4 separate regions of the Sus scrofa genome follow, and all the other regions are linked to region 3. The links are chromatin contacts, called in public HiChIP or PLAC-seq and promoter capture Hi-C maps. All regions are on one chromosome and are shown on one strand. Each heading gives the region's core, a stretch centred on a gene start, on an enhancer-like site or on the middle of the called end of the contact. The rest is flanking DNA. Distances are from core to core; before and after follow the strand shown.

Evidence for each region. Promoter capture Hi-C pulls out the DNA fragments that hold promoters and counts their contacts. HiChIP or PLAC-seq counts read pairs in DNA pulled down with a chosen protein or histone mark.
Region 1: a contact with region 3 is called in a promoter capture Hi-C map of liver, with 2.6 times the contacts expected there. The contact joins the promoter of LRRC34 here to the promoter of SEC62 in region 3.
Region 2: an H3K27ac HiChIP or PLAC-seq map of alveolar macrophages shows a contact between it and region 3. The contact joins the promoter of PHC3 here to the promoter of SEC62 in region 3. A contact is called at or near these places in 1 of 47 Hi-C or Micro-C datasets (embryonic fibroblasts) and 2 of 2 datasets of contacts at active chromatin or transcription factors (alveolar macrophages and skeletal muscle).
Region 4: an H3K27ac HiChIP or PLAC-seq map of alveolar macrophages shows a contact between it and region 3. The contact joins the promoter of MYNN here to the promoter of SEC62 in region 3. A contact is called at or near these places in 1 of 5 promoter capture datasets (liver), 22 of 47 Hi-C or Micro-C datasets (alveolar macrophages, brain, embryonic fibroblasts and 12 more) and 2 of 2 datasets of contacts at active chromatin or transcription factors (alveolar macrophages and skeletal muscle).

Annotation. Positions count from the first base shown.
Region 1 is chr13:108,484,889-108,488,551 of Sscrofa11.1, forward strand. It overlaps LRRC34 (leucine-rich repeat-containing protein 34), which reads right to left and starts at 2,228. Exons shown (of 10, transcript XM_021069765.1): 1 at 2,089-2,228. The coding sequence starts at 2,185.
Region 2 is chr13:108,881,603-108,885,161 of Sscrofa11.1, forward strand. PHC3 (polyhomeotic-like protein 3) reads right to left here and starts at 2,018. Exons shown (of 16, transcript XM_021069777.1): 1 at 1,923-2,018. The coding sequence starts at 1,936.
Region 3 is chr13:108,658,592-108,662,498 of Sscrofa11.1, forward strand. It overlaps SEC62 (SEC62 homolog, preprotein translocation factor), which reads left to right and starts at 1,895. Exons shown (of 8, transcript NM_001105305.1): 1 at 1,895-1,930. The coding sequence starts at 1,895.
Region 4 is chr13:108,433,179-108,437,074 of Sscrofa11.1, forward strand. MYNN (myoneurin) reads left to right here and starts at 2,016. Exons shown (of 7, transcript XM_005669990.3): 1 at 2,016-2,679; 2 at 3,462-3,758. The coding sequence starts at 3,493. ACTRT3 (actin-related protein T3) reads right to left here and starts at 1,188. Exons shown (of 2, transcript XM_003358668.4): 1 at 1-1,188. TRNAV-AAC (a tRNA gene) reads left to right here and starts at 242; the gene lies at 242-314.

The DNA.
Region 1 (3,663 bases), core at 978-3,477, 170 kb before region 3:
TCTGAAACCACATGCATAATGGCCAACAGGATCCATTTTGGTTGCCTAAATTCACAGTTTCTCTATTTTGATTTTTAAATGTTCTTAAACGTCATCAAAGAGAAGAGGTAGGATTGCCCTGAGAACTTCTCTGAGGTTCATTGCCTGATCTCAGCTGGCCAAACCACATCCAGGAAAATTCATGCTTTTAGGAAAGCATGAAGGAATCTCAGAGCCCAAGCTAAATGTAGCTAAAGAAATTTACAAGAATATTCATATTTAGGAGTTCCCGTCATGGCACAGTGGTTAACGAATCCGACTAAGAACCATGAGGTTGCAGGTTCGATCCCTGGCCTTGCTCAGTGGGTTAAGGATCTGGCGTTGCCATGAGCTGTGTGTTGCAGACACAGCTCGGATCCCGCGTTGCTGTGGCTCTGGCGTAGGCCGGTGGCTACAGATCCAATTAAACCCCTAGCCTGGGAATCTCCATATGCCATGGAAGCGGCCCTAGAAAAGGCAAAAAGACAAAAAAAAAAAAAAAGAATATTCATATTTAATTACCTGGCCATTGATTTAAAGTATTTTAAAGCTTTAGCTATATTTTCTTGTTACTATCTCTTTTCTTTAAAATTCACCTAAGTATTGTATGTCAGGATTCTATGGCACCAATAATTTATTTCCTATACTGCATCCATATTAGGAAAACCAGTCCTCAAATAGTAAAGCAAAAACTAGGAATGACCAATTACACAAGAAGATGTCAAGAATCTAACCTAGATTTCATTTTTCATCCACACCTAAGACTGAATTCCAAATAATTTTCACCTAGCAGCACATTTCAAAATTTCTAGACAAGAGCTCATCTCGGAGGTGGTTCTCAATACCCTCCTGTCCTGGAACAGTCAAGTACTGGGAAATCCAAGGATTGAGGGTGAGTCAGACTTGGGCGCCCATCCGGAACGGCTGTGTGATGCTGAACAAGTTACTTAAATTTTTTTCAATCTTAAACTTCCTCTTACTCTAAAAGCAGAGCATAACAATACCCATCTTTAAGTGCTGTGAGGAATACGCGAGGCTTCTGAAGCAGTTTCGTAGCTACAAGCACACAATTGTGCAAAACGAAAAAGATGGAGAGAGAAGGGGTGTCCAAGCTACGCTTAACTTGCTACAAGATCATTCATGAGTGCAGAAATACTTAAAACCCAGGTGGGGAGCTCCCATTGTGGCTCTGTGAGTTAAGACCCAACATTGTCCTCATGAGGATGTCAGATCCCTGGCCTCGCTCAGCGAGTTAAGGATCTGGCATTGGCGCAAGCTCCAGGTAGGTCACAGATGTGGCTCCATCCCGTGTTTCTGTGGCTGTGGCATGGGCCTCAGTTGCATCTCTGATTTGACTCCCCTGGCCTGGGAACTTCCATATGCCGCAGGTGCTGCCATTAGAAAAAAAAAAAAAAAAAAACCAAAACAGAGTTCCCTTTGTAGTGCAGGGGAAGCGAGTCCGACTAGGAACCATGAGATTGGGGGTTCAATCCCTGGTCTTGCTCAGTGGGTTAAGAATCCAGCGTTGCCATGAGCCGTGGCGTAGGTCGCAGACGCTGCTGGGATCTGGCGTTGCTGTGGCGGAGGCCGGCAGGTGCAGCTCTGTTTAGAGCCCTAGCTTAGGAACCTCATATGCAGCGGGTGAGGCTCTTAAAAAAGAAAAAAGAAAGAAACCCCCCAAAAAACAAAAAAAACAGGTGGCACAGAGGTGCAAAGTGCAGTTTCCAGACCCTCTCGCCGCCTGGGCCCTGCTCTGTGGGGACTTCCCAAGAAGGGCCCCAAGAAGTTTATCCAGACAAACTTCTCCGAGTTGACGACACACTTTACTTCACAGGACAACCTACCGTGCTCCAGGACAGCTCAACTGCCCTGGGATGTTGGGGCTCCCCTCCAGCCTGCCAGCGTTTGGAGGCGCCCAGAAGTTGCGGCCACGGCTTGGGTTACCGGGGACACCCGACCTCCGGGCCACCTCTGGCGCGAAACCTGCTCAGAAGAATAGGTCTGGCCCTGAAGCCCTTCCCGCGTTTCGTCTGGGCCCTGGCCGGCGCCGAAGGACACCCCATTTCTTACCGTTACCGACAGCCGCAGCCCAGACCGGGGTAGGGGTCGTAGCGGGGGCGGGTGTCATGGACCCCGACTCTGGCCTGGCCTCCGCTTGGTGTTGCATGGTCTTGGCACCCCGCCGGCGGCGGCGACGTTGTTGTCATGACGACCGCGCGCGTGCGCCAGCCCCACCCCCGGAAGGCAGGCAAACTGGGCCTGGAGCAGACCCACCCTTGGAACTTGGGACCTTGGGACCTTGATCGCTGGCCCTAGCCAGTGGAGCCGACCTCTGCCAATACACGCTTGGCTCCTGAGGCCTAACTGAGCAGGCAGTGCCCGCGGAGGCTCTTTGGTCACCCCGTCTGGGTCCAGGTCACCTGCCCTGGGTTAAAGACACACTAAAGGAGAGCACCTCCGCTCCTTTGCGGAGAAGTTTTTGAAGTTTAGAGGCACGGCTGCTGGGTCGGAGAAGTTTTTGAAGTTTAGAGGCACGGCTGATGGGTCAGGATACAAAGACAATTATGACACAGTACGCTCCCCCAAAGTGTGCACATACCTGCGGAGGCCAGGTGCAAAAGCAGAGTGGCACTAGCACGGAAAGGGCACAGAGCTAAGGGAACATAAAGGGGCTTGTAGGTTGGCCTTGTGGAGGGGTGGTGGCATCAGGAAAGGCTCCTTGGAGGAGGTATCATCCTGACTGACCCGGGTGAACCTGCCAGAGAGTAGAACTGCCTTGTGCTTTTTGGAGACGTGCAGGTATTTGGGGGCTGCTCAGATGAGCACAGATTCGTGTGTGTGTGTGTGTGTGTGTGTGTGTGTGTGTGTGTCTTGGGCATCCTCTAATAAGCACAGCTGTTCTGGGCAGGGCGTTGGACACTCTCACATGAAGAACAGCTGGTAGAGAATGGGTTTGACACCACCTAGGGAAGATGAGGTCTGAAGCTGCCCAGGAGGAATGAGAAGGAGACAGAACCCAGTGATAGTTACAGTAACATGGTCAGGATTTGGTACATGGGCCCCAGGAGAGAAGAAGAGAAAGGAGGGAAGGAAAGAACCTGTTTGGGCCATAGATCAAAGAGAAGGAAATGGAAGGGCCCTGCAGAGGACTCTGGAGCTAGAGACTCATTGCCTGAGAAAAGGTAGGAGGAAGATGCTCACGGTGAAAACAGGCCATTTATGAAAACAGTTCAAAAGTGAAAAACAAAATGTCTGAGTCCTCTCTCTCTCCTGCCACCCCACCAGGCAATTCCACTCCTCTGCCAAGAAACTGGGCCAGGCAAAGCAGAGGTCTCTTGAATCTCTATGTAGCCCACAGATGTTAAGCATCATGAGAAGTATTTCTTCATATTAAACATGATGATGGTAGAAAAGACAATTATATTTTCATTTATCTCATGTGCTACCAACAAAGTGGAGAGGTAGCCTGAAATATTAAAGTGTGAGTGTAGGTACAATTCAGCAATTGCCCTTCCCTATCCCTCCCTTAAATTATTCTGAGTTAAGAAAATAGGGGAAAGTAAAAAGAGGTTGAGGATTCATTAATTGCTGCCCCAGGAGAAGGGAAGAATATTCTCCCATGGGAGCAAGAAGGGCAGAATCAGA
Region 2 (3,559 bases), core at 768-3,267, 220 kb after region 3:
TCAATAACTCACACAGCTTTCCCCCTTATTCATCTACAAAACTGTCCTTACTAAATCTAACAACTCTGAATTATAATCTACTCTGACTGGATAAATATGAGAAGCAGCTGAAAACAATTTCCCCACCTTCTTAAAAAACTCTTTTTCACAAAAAAATTGCTTCAAATTTTGAAAGCAGCATAATTATGTCACTCTCCTCATGTATAGACAGTAAAGTGCAGTTTTGTACCATACTGATTCTTTTCCCTCCAACATTACGAACACATTTCACTGTTGTGGTACAAAATTCCACTAAATACAAAATCTGTATTTGAATAAATTCAAAAATTATATTTCAAATCAACTCTGAAGGCCTTAATACTGTCAGAAACTAGAATTACAGTACTTTTTGTAGTGTCAGAAATGCACCACAATGAGGAAAAGCACACTTGAGAATACAGTTTTATCTGCCTTGTGTTTTTCTTCTGAGAAACAAAATCTGACCCACCTCACATGAGCAGCATTGACTAAACTATATGAAGAACACTTTCCACTTTGTGAAAAGACAAAGGAATTTGGCGCTAATTGTGTACGCATGCATTATTCCCATATGGTGTTCTTTTATATACAAATTTTCTTTGTTCTTATATCATGTATATAAATAGTACTTATGTGCTCTTCCAGGAATCGAATGTTACAAAATCCTGATTTAATAAGAGGAAAAGTGAGGGGGGGGCAACTCTTCACTTACTAATTTTTTTTGATTAATAGATGACATATATCTTTACGCTTCTCTGACTTTTAAGGGGTTTTGGTAGTTTTTCAAATTGCCTTCCAATCATCAAATCACAGCATCGCATGGTTAACTATTCAACATCATACAGATAGGGTGGGAGATAAACTTTTTACCAAATTATTACCTGTAGTAACACTTCTGAACCACGAAGCAACGATATGCAAAAAGCCAGCTTAAATTCTCTTTACAGTACTATTCTGCTCAGCCACGTCCTCAACCCCAAACCTGAGGGTAAGCAGTTCTGTAACTAACCAAAAATGGTCACAGAGAATCCAAATTCTAGGCACAAGTCTAAATATCGGTGGGTATAACCGGCCAAACCACTGCACTTCATTTGGAGACCAGGCACAAAAGAGCAATTTTGGTAACTCCATCGTCTATGCATAGCATTGCCTGCAGAACACAAACGGCAGTTCTGCTGCACAAGCGGCCTACCCAGGAAACACTAAGTTTGAGTCGCTAACTAAGCATACCATCACACCACACAAGAATGTAGCCCTCTAGGGCGGCATCAACACTGCAGCCAGAGACCCGAGGGAAAGAAGAGCTTTCCTTCCAGAGTATTTTCAGGCTCGCCAGAACAGCAACAGCCCGCGCCTCCTTAAAGCCGGCGCTGGGACACCTCCTCCAAGCCTCCCGGGAGAAGGGTGGCGAACAGACCCAAGTCGCTGGTTCTCCCACTGAGGAGGAGCGGAGTGGCGCCGGGGCGGGAAGGAGGAGAGCGCGAAGGAGGCCTGGCAGTGCCCGCCCAGCCCTACCCAGCCTCCGCGGGCCCCCGGCGCGGGCAGCCGTAACAAGGCTGCCCGCGGGGCCCACTTGCAGAGATGACAGCGCTTGAGGAGCCCACCCGGGCTCATCTTCCGAAAGACCCTAACGGTTGGGGTCCGAGGGATAACCCACTGCTCAAGGCCCCGCAGATCCCGGACCAGACGGCGGAAGGGGTGCTCCCGCCTGAGGCAGCTGGACCCTTACAGTTCGCCTCCGTCCCCCTACAAGAGCGAAGCGCGCTCTTCCACGATAAAGAAGCTCTCACGTCCCCCTTTCTCCGCAGTGCCCGCGAAAAGGCCCTGAGCTTTCCCCTTGGGGGATGTGTCGCTGCCCCCACTCGCCCCCCGGTTACGACATCAGTCACCAGCAAGTCACTCACTCCGCTTCCGCCATCTTCTCTCCTCCATCACTAACACAAGCTGCGCATGCGCCCCCCTGGCGGCCGCGGCGGCGGCGGCAGCGGAGGGCGAAAGGGCGGGGTCAGCTCAGCCTCTGGCCCCCGAAGTCACGTGGAGTCCTCGTCTTCCAATTACCCCCTCCCAAGTCAACCCTTGCCAGCTCTGGGAATTGACCAGGTTTCCCCAATTTAGATACCGGTGTTTCACCTACAAACACTCGCTTTCTCTTGCCCAGGGTCTTTCTCCTTTTGAAGAGGAATCTGTAACCAGGTTATGAAAAGTTCTGATTAGACGGTTAAATTAAAAATTTTAAGGACATCTAAAATATACCAAAGCATAGGCAAACTGCAAAGAGGTGAGGTGGAAGAGAATAATAAGCCGATGATTGGATGCGAAGCCTTGAACTCAGTGTTCCTGACCCCCGTGAGGTGGCCAGTTAAGGAATCATCCTGACTACCATGTGAATATCATTCATATCTTTGACATGAATTTAGTGGGCGCTTAGTGGGCATTACAAGCTTCCATACTGCAGGCAACAAGCAGAAATGTCCACCAGTGTGCTAATGTAGTTTATTACACTCTGCATAGATGGCAATTACTCTGAGGCAGGATGAGACAAACATGTAAAGATAAGTGAAACAAGTCCGTGTCTTCCAACAAGTCTTAATCTGTAGAGTTAAGTGGGTTTTATAGAGCTATCCTCACAATCCAAATGTTCTGAAACATACCCATTAAGTGCTTTGGAAAACTTAAGTTTAAGGAATGATAAATCTTTACTGTCCTTCACCAAAAAAAGCATACCAATCACAAGGAATGTTTTGGTTTTTTGTTTGTGTGTTTTGTTTTGTTTTCCCTTTTTACAGCTGCGCCTGGAAGTTCCCAGGCTAGGGGTCAAATCAGAACTTCAGCTGAGGCCTATGCCTCAGCCATGGCTACACTGGATCCAACCTGCATCTGCCATCTTGTGGCAAGGCTGGATCCTTAACCCAGTGGGTGAGGCCAGGGATGGAATCTGCATCCTTGCAAAGACAACATCAGGTCCTTAGCCCATTGAGCCACAATGGGGATTCCATTAGCAATGTCTTCTTTTTGCATTTATTAAGATGGTGGAGTTGAATTTCAAGAACTGAATAATGAATTCATGATACAAATTCATTTTAAAATGTAGTACAATCTACTAAAAAGTATACTTAATCTTGGAAATCCACAATATACTTAGGGAAGGGAAAAGACCACTTCCTTTATGAGCTATATTGTCCCTTTACCACTTTTCACCATTTGATGACATTGTTCCTTTACCTTATTTTCCTATCTGAAAGCAAAGCCCTTCCTACTACTCCTAAGAGAACGCACTGAGAAAGTCTCCTTGAAAAGTCTCTATAGATGCTTTTTTTTTTTAATTTTGTCTTTTTGCCTTTTCTAGGGCTGCTCCCGTGGCATATGGCTAGGGGTCTAATCAGAGCTGTGGCCGCCGGCCTACAACAGAGCCACAGCAATGCTAGATCCAAGCCACGTCTGCAACCTACACCACAGCTCATGGCAATGCCAGATCCTTAACCCACTGAGCAAGACCAGGGATCGAACCCAAAACCTCGTGGTTCCTAGTCAGATTCATTAA
Region 3 (3,907 bases), core at 645-3,144:
TCAGAAGGAAGAACCCAATATCCTTAAGGCCAAAAAAAGGAGAATAAATTAAATGAATGGTCAATATTGTCAAATACATAATGAGATGTTACAAAAGAAGCTATTGAATTTGACATGAATTATTAATGGATGGTTGACGTAGAAACCAAATCATTGTAGTGTAAGGAGTAAATGTCAGTAAGAATGTAGGGACAGTAATTTAAAACTCTTCTGATACACCGTCGCAGGTGCAACCGTTAAAAAAAAAAAAAAAAAAAAAAAATTCTGCAGAAAAAGGAGGTGGGGCAGTAGCATCATTGTCCACAAATGGTTTTCTTCCCCATCATAGTCCTAGCCTAGCATTTTGAATCTGGTAGGCATTCAGCATCTATTAAGTGCAATAATACTTTCATTTATAAACAAACTTTCCTATGAAAAGAATCCATGTTCTCTAAATGAAACAATACCAAACAGTTCTATCCTCCTTTTGGATGGAGAGAAGGACTGAAGGAAATAAAGACATTTCATACCCAGTGTTATGTTTTGGGTTGACTGATAGGAATCATCTTTTTTTCACCCCATCTCTGACTATATATACCCTAATTATTAATTATAGGGGGGAAAGGAATTAAATGACTTGCTGACCCTGCCCTGAGAGTGCATAATTGCCTAGTCCAGAAAAGAACTTCAGCCATCTTATTTTATAAAACAATAGACATCAATATGATACTATTTGTCTTAATATTTAATTGCTATTAGGTTACATATATAATATGGGAAATGAACTTTTAAATGATATAATAAATGCTCAACATAGCATTAAGTGAAAAAAAAAGGCTACTGCATAACATATGCAGTATATTTTCAGTTGAGGAGGAACTGAGAAACATGTAAATACAAATATACACACACACAGTAGGAAAAAATACTGGAAGAAAATAATAACAGATCTCTGGGCGGTAGCGTTAGGGGTTTTTATTTTTGTCTTTTCTGTATTTTCCCAATTTTTTACCATTTAAAATGCTTTAAAATTTCCATAAAATCATGGGAATTTCTATCTAAAAACACTAGCATTTTAAGCCCATTCTCTTTGATCTAGGTACCTCTAAAATAATAGTTACAGCAGTAAATTCACCAGATTCAAAGTAACCTGCAATCTTCTTCATTCCCAATTCTTAAGAATCTTTCTCCTATTCATTAGTTGCTTCTATTTCCCTGGGTTCTCTTTGACTCTTGGATTCTAAAGGTGCGTTTTCAGAAGCAACATCAAAAACGGAATAGCGAATCGAAAGTTTGTTTCAGATGAACCTGACTACCCCCAACATTGCACAAGGAAAGATAATTGGCTTAGATTTCGGCTGTGCCGTCGTCTACCAACTGTGGAGCCTTCGATAACTTAGTTCATGTCGCTGCACCTCTGTGGTCTCAGCTTTCCCATCTTTAAAGTGGGCTTAGAATTTACACGTGGGGAATGGATAGGACAGGGCTCATTGGCAAGAGAGTGCCACAGTTAGAGACGTCTATAAATCCTCTGTGAAAGGCTCCACCCAAAACGAACCAACTCCTAGGGGGGTGGGGCCCGGGAATCTGTATTTCAGTAGCTTCCCAGGTGTCAGATGCTCAGTCAGTTTTGAGAACGGAAGACTTTTTCCAGTCCTTACGTCCTTTGATCTACTTTTCAACTTCCTTCTGGTCCCAGCGATTTCCAGTTCCTGCAACAAAAGTAACCGAAGAAAAACGGGAGACAAGGCGCTGCCAATACTCCCGGGGCTCGCCTGGGTATCCGCCTCTCGCCAGCTTCCCTCCCCCGCCGCCAGCCGCCAGGTTATATAACGGGCTCAGCAGCGCGCTCTCGCGAGGTTTCCAGCGCCCCCGCCTCGCTCCACGTCAGAGGGAACCGGGAGGAGCGGCCAACATGGCGGAACGCAGGCGGCACAAGAAGCGGATTCAGGTAGCAAAGTCGAGCCCTGGGATAGGAGACTTTAGGGCGCTTGAAAATGGAAGAAGCAGGGAAAGCTCCCGGGAAGGGCAAGCGAAGTCGAGGGCGAGGTGGGGTGGGGTTCCGCCGCGAGCCCGCTGGTTACGGGCTGCGTCGAAGTGAGGGGCCTGAGGGAGGGCGGTGCTGGCGACGGTGGTGTCTGAGGCGGAGATACTGGGGCAGCGGAGGAAGACCCGAGGCGCCGCTCTCGGAATCGGACGCGAAGGCGCGGCCGCCAGCCCAGGGTTCCGGTGGTGGCGCCGGCAGGGGCCTGCCCTAGGAGGTCCACGTCCGCCGAGCGCCGACACCGACCCTCCCCGGGCTCCTCCCCTCCCTTCTCCACCCCATCCTTTCGTCTTGACTGTCCCCAAATTAAGGCCACAGTAAATAGGGTAGAAGGAAGCGGAGGACCGACCTAAAGCTGCCAGTTCTTTGTGCGCAAATACGAGGACCGTATGTGGGGAGGAGTGATCTGGGTTTGGTCAGCTGCCCCGGGGGCCCAGGCGGCGATCCAGATGTTCGTTTGCGTGAACCCTCCTTTCTTCTCACTGTTATTAACTTGAGTCCAGTTGAAGCTTTCCAGCTTTCTTTCAGGCGACAGAGTGTAAATAAACACAACTTCCGTACTGCAGCGAGCGGGTTGCGCCCAGAAACCTTTCGCATGCCAGTGTGTCATCCTCATAACCTACATAGCATCCCTCCCTCATTCCACATGCCTGTCATCTGTGTATTTCTTCTTTGCAATTTCCCCCCTGTTGTTCTTGCTCTTTGCCAACAGGATTAAATACGTGGAACATCTTAGGCTCTGTATTGTCTCATTATTAGCTTGTGTGCCTAGAAACCTTCATGGGTCATCATAAGTTGATATCACATTGTAAATTGTTAATACACTAATCATAAATCGTTACACTCATCATTGTCTCTCTGTTCCTTACTATGTTATTGTTTAGAATGGCGCTCTGTCAAATTTTTATTTACCCATTTTTTAAAAGTTAATCTCTTGTCTGGCTTACACCACAGGTGATTTGAGCTATGCAAGTTAAAATTCTCCTAAAAACTTTTAAGTACTAGAAAAAAAGAAAAAGATGCCAGTGATCAGTAAATTTGGAGTTGGGCAGAAATAAGGAGTTTCAAAAAGAGCAAAGAAGGGGATCAGAAAGAGACAGATTCCCCCAATTTCAGACAGGTCATAAAAGCAAAGCTTAAGAGTATTAAAGAAGTTTCTAATTATACTGTTCCTCGTCTTTCAAAATTTAGTATTATTGGTCAGACATGGATACATAAACCTTTTATTAGAATTTGTATTGAAGTTGTGAAATTAGTACTTCCAAGACTTATCTTTGCATGAATGGTGCATTTTGTGGCCTTAAAAAAATGTCATTTTTACAGTATCAGCTGTTCTTAAAATTGTTGTAAACGTGATCCTAATTCACTTTGAAGAGCTGCTTTATTTCTAGTGTGACCTCGTATTAAGCAGAAAGATAACCTATATAGTAGTGGTGGTGACTAGCAGCAAAAATTTAAGCCAGACTCTGCCTGTTTGTACTCCAGTTTCAGTAATTATTAGCTGTGTAACTGGGCAAGTTACTTAACTTTTCCCCTCAATTTCCAAATCTCTAAGAAGAACCTGAAAAAAGACTGTCATTGGGTTGTTCTGGAAAAAAAGAGTACTTGGCAAATAACTCCTTCCCCCCACACTACCCCCAAGGATAAACGCTTTAAGATGATTTGTTTTGGTTTTTGTTAAGCATTTTGGTTTGCTGCAGAAAGATTAACAGTTATCTATAAAGTAAATAAACCTTTGAGTTGTGAGTTCCATGAAGAATAGCTCTTTAATTACCACTGTTTAGTTGGGGATCAGATAAATATGTGAGGACCTGATTGTTAAAAATCAGATTGGTATACTATTAAATGAAAATAATATTTTCCCATTCTCAAAAGTTTTCTACT
Region 4 (3,896 bases), core at 766-3,265, 230 kb before region 3:
AATTAAACCCAAAAGAAAGGCACATAACGCGTGCCGGGTTTCTAACTACCTTTGAAAAAAGCATATGCAAATTCTAACTTTTGAAATAGTGGTACTATTTAATTGGATCTATGCTTATTTTCCTTTTTTTGTTCGTTTGTTTTGTTGATCTGTTTAAAATTCCTTTATCTACTTTGAAGTGCTCAAGCTGCATGTTACAATAGCGATATCAACAAACTTCAGAGAGCTTGTTACTAGGAAGGTTTCCGTAGTGTAGTGGTTATCACGTTCGCCTAACACGCGAAAGGTCCCCGGTTCGAAACCGGGCGGAAACAGTGCCTTTGTTTCTTTTCCTCCCTCTTTGTTTTATGAAATTATGTTCTTCAAAAACATAATCTTGATAGAAACTTGCAGTAAAACATAATCTTGATAGAAACTTGCAGTATCTTGGAAATTTCAAATTGCTTGTTTTATTTAAATACATCTCACAACCTAATACTGAAAAAATAATGTAATGTACAGCCTGGTAACATTACCGGGCAGGGCCCTTTGGGGCTCCTGGGCACAAAAGCCTTTCTCTGTCCCCATTTCTTTTTAGGAAATAGGCCTCATTCAGCCTCCTTGACCTCCCTTGAGTGCCAAAGGGCAGGTAGTAGGAAGGAAAGATTACAGAAAACCAGATATCTAAAGTTGGGAAATTTAGCGCTTTTCTATGAAAGAATGCAAATGTCTAGGCTCACTGAAATCATCCTTTGATGTGCATCTCCACCAGTGTTCTGTGTTTTCACAGCCTGAGTTTCAAGGAGGGCAGGGTGGGGGGGCTCGCTCTCGGGAGTGGTTGCTAGATGGCAGGTATTCTTTGTTTCCTTCCTGAGTTCCCACAGGGCTCCGAGGTTCAGCCTCCGAGGTGGCTGCATTCCCGGTTGATTTGTGCCATCCTTTGTTTTGTGGACTTAACTATCAGTGTATGTGATAAAGAACTAAAAGACCCTAGCAAATGGAAGATGTTAACTACCTGATGAAGGATTGTTCATTCTGGAAAGAAGGACCACTAGAACCAGTCCTGGGGTCACAAAAACACCAACTTTGAAAAACAATGCAAGCCAGCATTTTCCCTGATCCTTATCTGTGGCCCTATTTTTCTACTTCCAAATTATAAAACCACTTCCTATTCTCTCCCAAAGGGGGGCACAGTCTTTAGGGCATTAGTCTGCTATAGCCCTCCTTTGCCTGGCAAAGCAATAAAGCTGTTACTTTTCTCCTTCACCCAAAACTCTTGTCTCCCTGTTTCTATTCAGCACTGGTGGACAGAGAGGTCCAGTTTCCACAACAAGGTAATCAAACACAGCACAAAAACTGGAGCCCTGGAGCCCTTGAGGACTCTGTATTACAAGTCATTTGGTTTTCCACTTGAGATTACAGATTTATCTAAACCCGAGACCATGTTTTATACTTCTAAATACTCAATATCTGTTCAACACATAGCAGAGGCTCATAAATATCTGAGTGAATTAATTACCAAAAAGGATTCTGACAAAACTAAAAGTGCAATCAGAAAGAAAATTATACTTATAAACATAAAATCAAGAAAGAACCAGCCTCTTTTTTTCCTAACGGTTGTGGTTTTATTCAAAAATATGATTCATACTGAGGAAAACTTAGAGACCAAACGGAATCTGTTTTTTTAAAAAAATCTCAGGAGAGAAGAAAAGAAACTCAAGTTGACACTGTCCTGAAAAATAAAGTCGCGAGTAAACTTCCTACGATCCTCATATAACTTTTAACAAGAAAAAAATGTTGAAGTTTTGGTTTTCTTAGATTTATAATGTCCAAGCGTGGTATAATTCACCCTAACATATCAGCATGACTTATCTTACTGTTTCTGTCTTTTCATTTTATGCAGATAAGCGGCACCCCTTTCCCTCACTGTACAAAATCTGAATACAACGTAAATCATTGTATTAAAGTTTTTCTAGTCCAGACGCAGAACATTTTCCGGTATAAAGCCCACCTTTCCCCACGCGCATGCCCAGTATGCCCTACTGCTTTGCACCGCTTTCGTGCATCCCAGGCTTCCAACACCAGGTAAGGGTATCCTGCAAACTGGATTCCGGTTGGCTGATGCAAACAAGAGCTTTTGGGTAGGTAAACTAAAAAGGAGTGATCAGTCTCAGCTCAAAAATTCCCATGGTCGAGAGCCCAAGTATATAAAGCAGCTGTTCCCACCGGTGGGGCCTCAAGAAAGGTGAGGCTGATGGGAGAAGTCGAGCAACTAACTACAAGCCCCAGCATGCAATGCACAATTTGGCTCCCGGAAAGAGGCGCGCTGTGCAGCGGAAAGCAGCCTTGGCCGGCAACACGAGTCGTGCGCGAGATGCTGACGGTCAGCCAACCAGAATGCTCAGAATGAGGAAGAGAGGCGGGGCGCTGTGAGCGTCCCCTTAGATCTCGTATCTATGACTCTCCAGTTTCCGGGTCTCCTGGCCCGCTAGGGAGGGGGTTCTCTGTGCGCCAGCCTCTTCCAGGCGGGTGTTAGATCTCCACGGTCCTAAGAGCCTACGCTGTTGCCACGGATCTCCCAGAGCCGGATGTGACGTCGCCTTGGAGTAGGAAGGGAGAGGCGGAGCGTAGCCCAGTGACGTCCTTCCAATATGGCGGAGTGAGAGTGAAGAAACAGTGTTTCCCCTTGGGTTGCTATAGGTGAGTTCTGTCTTTGCCCCCAGCCCGCCATCCCAGCTCCCTCCAGATCCTGGGTCACTAGAGGGCAGGTTCCTTGGAGCGCGAGCTGTTGTCGGAGCCAAGTGTTAACGTTGAAAGCTCGGGCGAGGCAGTCCTGGTGTTGGCCTTGGCCACAACCTCTGCTGTGGGAATTCGCGGGAGTGGGAGCTGGGCGAAGGGCAGGGAGGCAGAAACCAGGAGAGATCGGCTTTGGTTGTCACCCTATGATACCACCTCGAGTGGGGAAGGAAGGGGTGTGGCTTCCTCGGGGTGAGTGACCTAACCTTTGACAACTCTTGGCCCTGCCCCCTCGGCACCCGTCTAGCGTTTTGAAGCCACTATGTAACAGGTTTCATTGGGGAGCAGTTTTCAAGACCTCGTACCGTGTCCTTACTCAGTTTGCCCCAACGATCATTCTTTTAGTGGTTGATTTTTTCTCCCAAATATATGTTTGCCTACTGAGCTTGAAAGTGAAAGTTCAGCTGATCCAAAAGCGTGGAATTTTGCAGTGCTTTTTTTTTTCCTTTTTTTCCCCGCTTTGTGGAAATATTTTCTCGCGTCGCCATTTATTACCGCGTCCAAAGGATTGTGTTAGTTGACCAAGATGAAATAAAAGCTAGGAAGGCATTTGTCCCTTCGGCATTTTTTAACCATATCTGTGAATTTTCTGGGGACGTAAAATGAGAACAGACTTTATTCTTGTTGCGTGAAAAGTTTGATGACAGCTTAGGTTTACTAATTTACTATTTATTTTTGTTTTTTAGAACAAGGGTAAAATTCGTTTGTGATATCAAAATGCAGTATTCGCACCACTGTGAGCACCTTTTAGAGAGACTGAACAAACAACGGGAAGCTGGTTTTCTTTGTGACTGCACCATAGTGATTGGGGAATTCCAGTTTAAAGCTCATAGGAATGTGCTTGCCTCCTTTAGTGAGTATTTTGGTGCGATCTACAGAAGCACTTCTGAGAACAATGTCTTTCTTGATCAGAGTCAGGTGAAGGCTGATGGATTTCAGAAACTGTTGGAGTTTATATACACAGGAACTTTAAATCTTGACAGGTAAAGTACACATTTTATTTCCACTTATAAAAGCTGGTCAATAGTCTTTAGAGCTAAACCATTTTGGTATTTTTTCCATACAGTCATTGAACTCTTCAAATATTGATATGTACAGTGTTGTTTTTAATGAATCAGTGT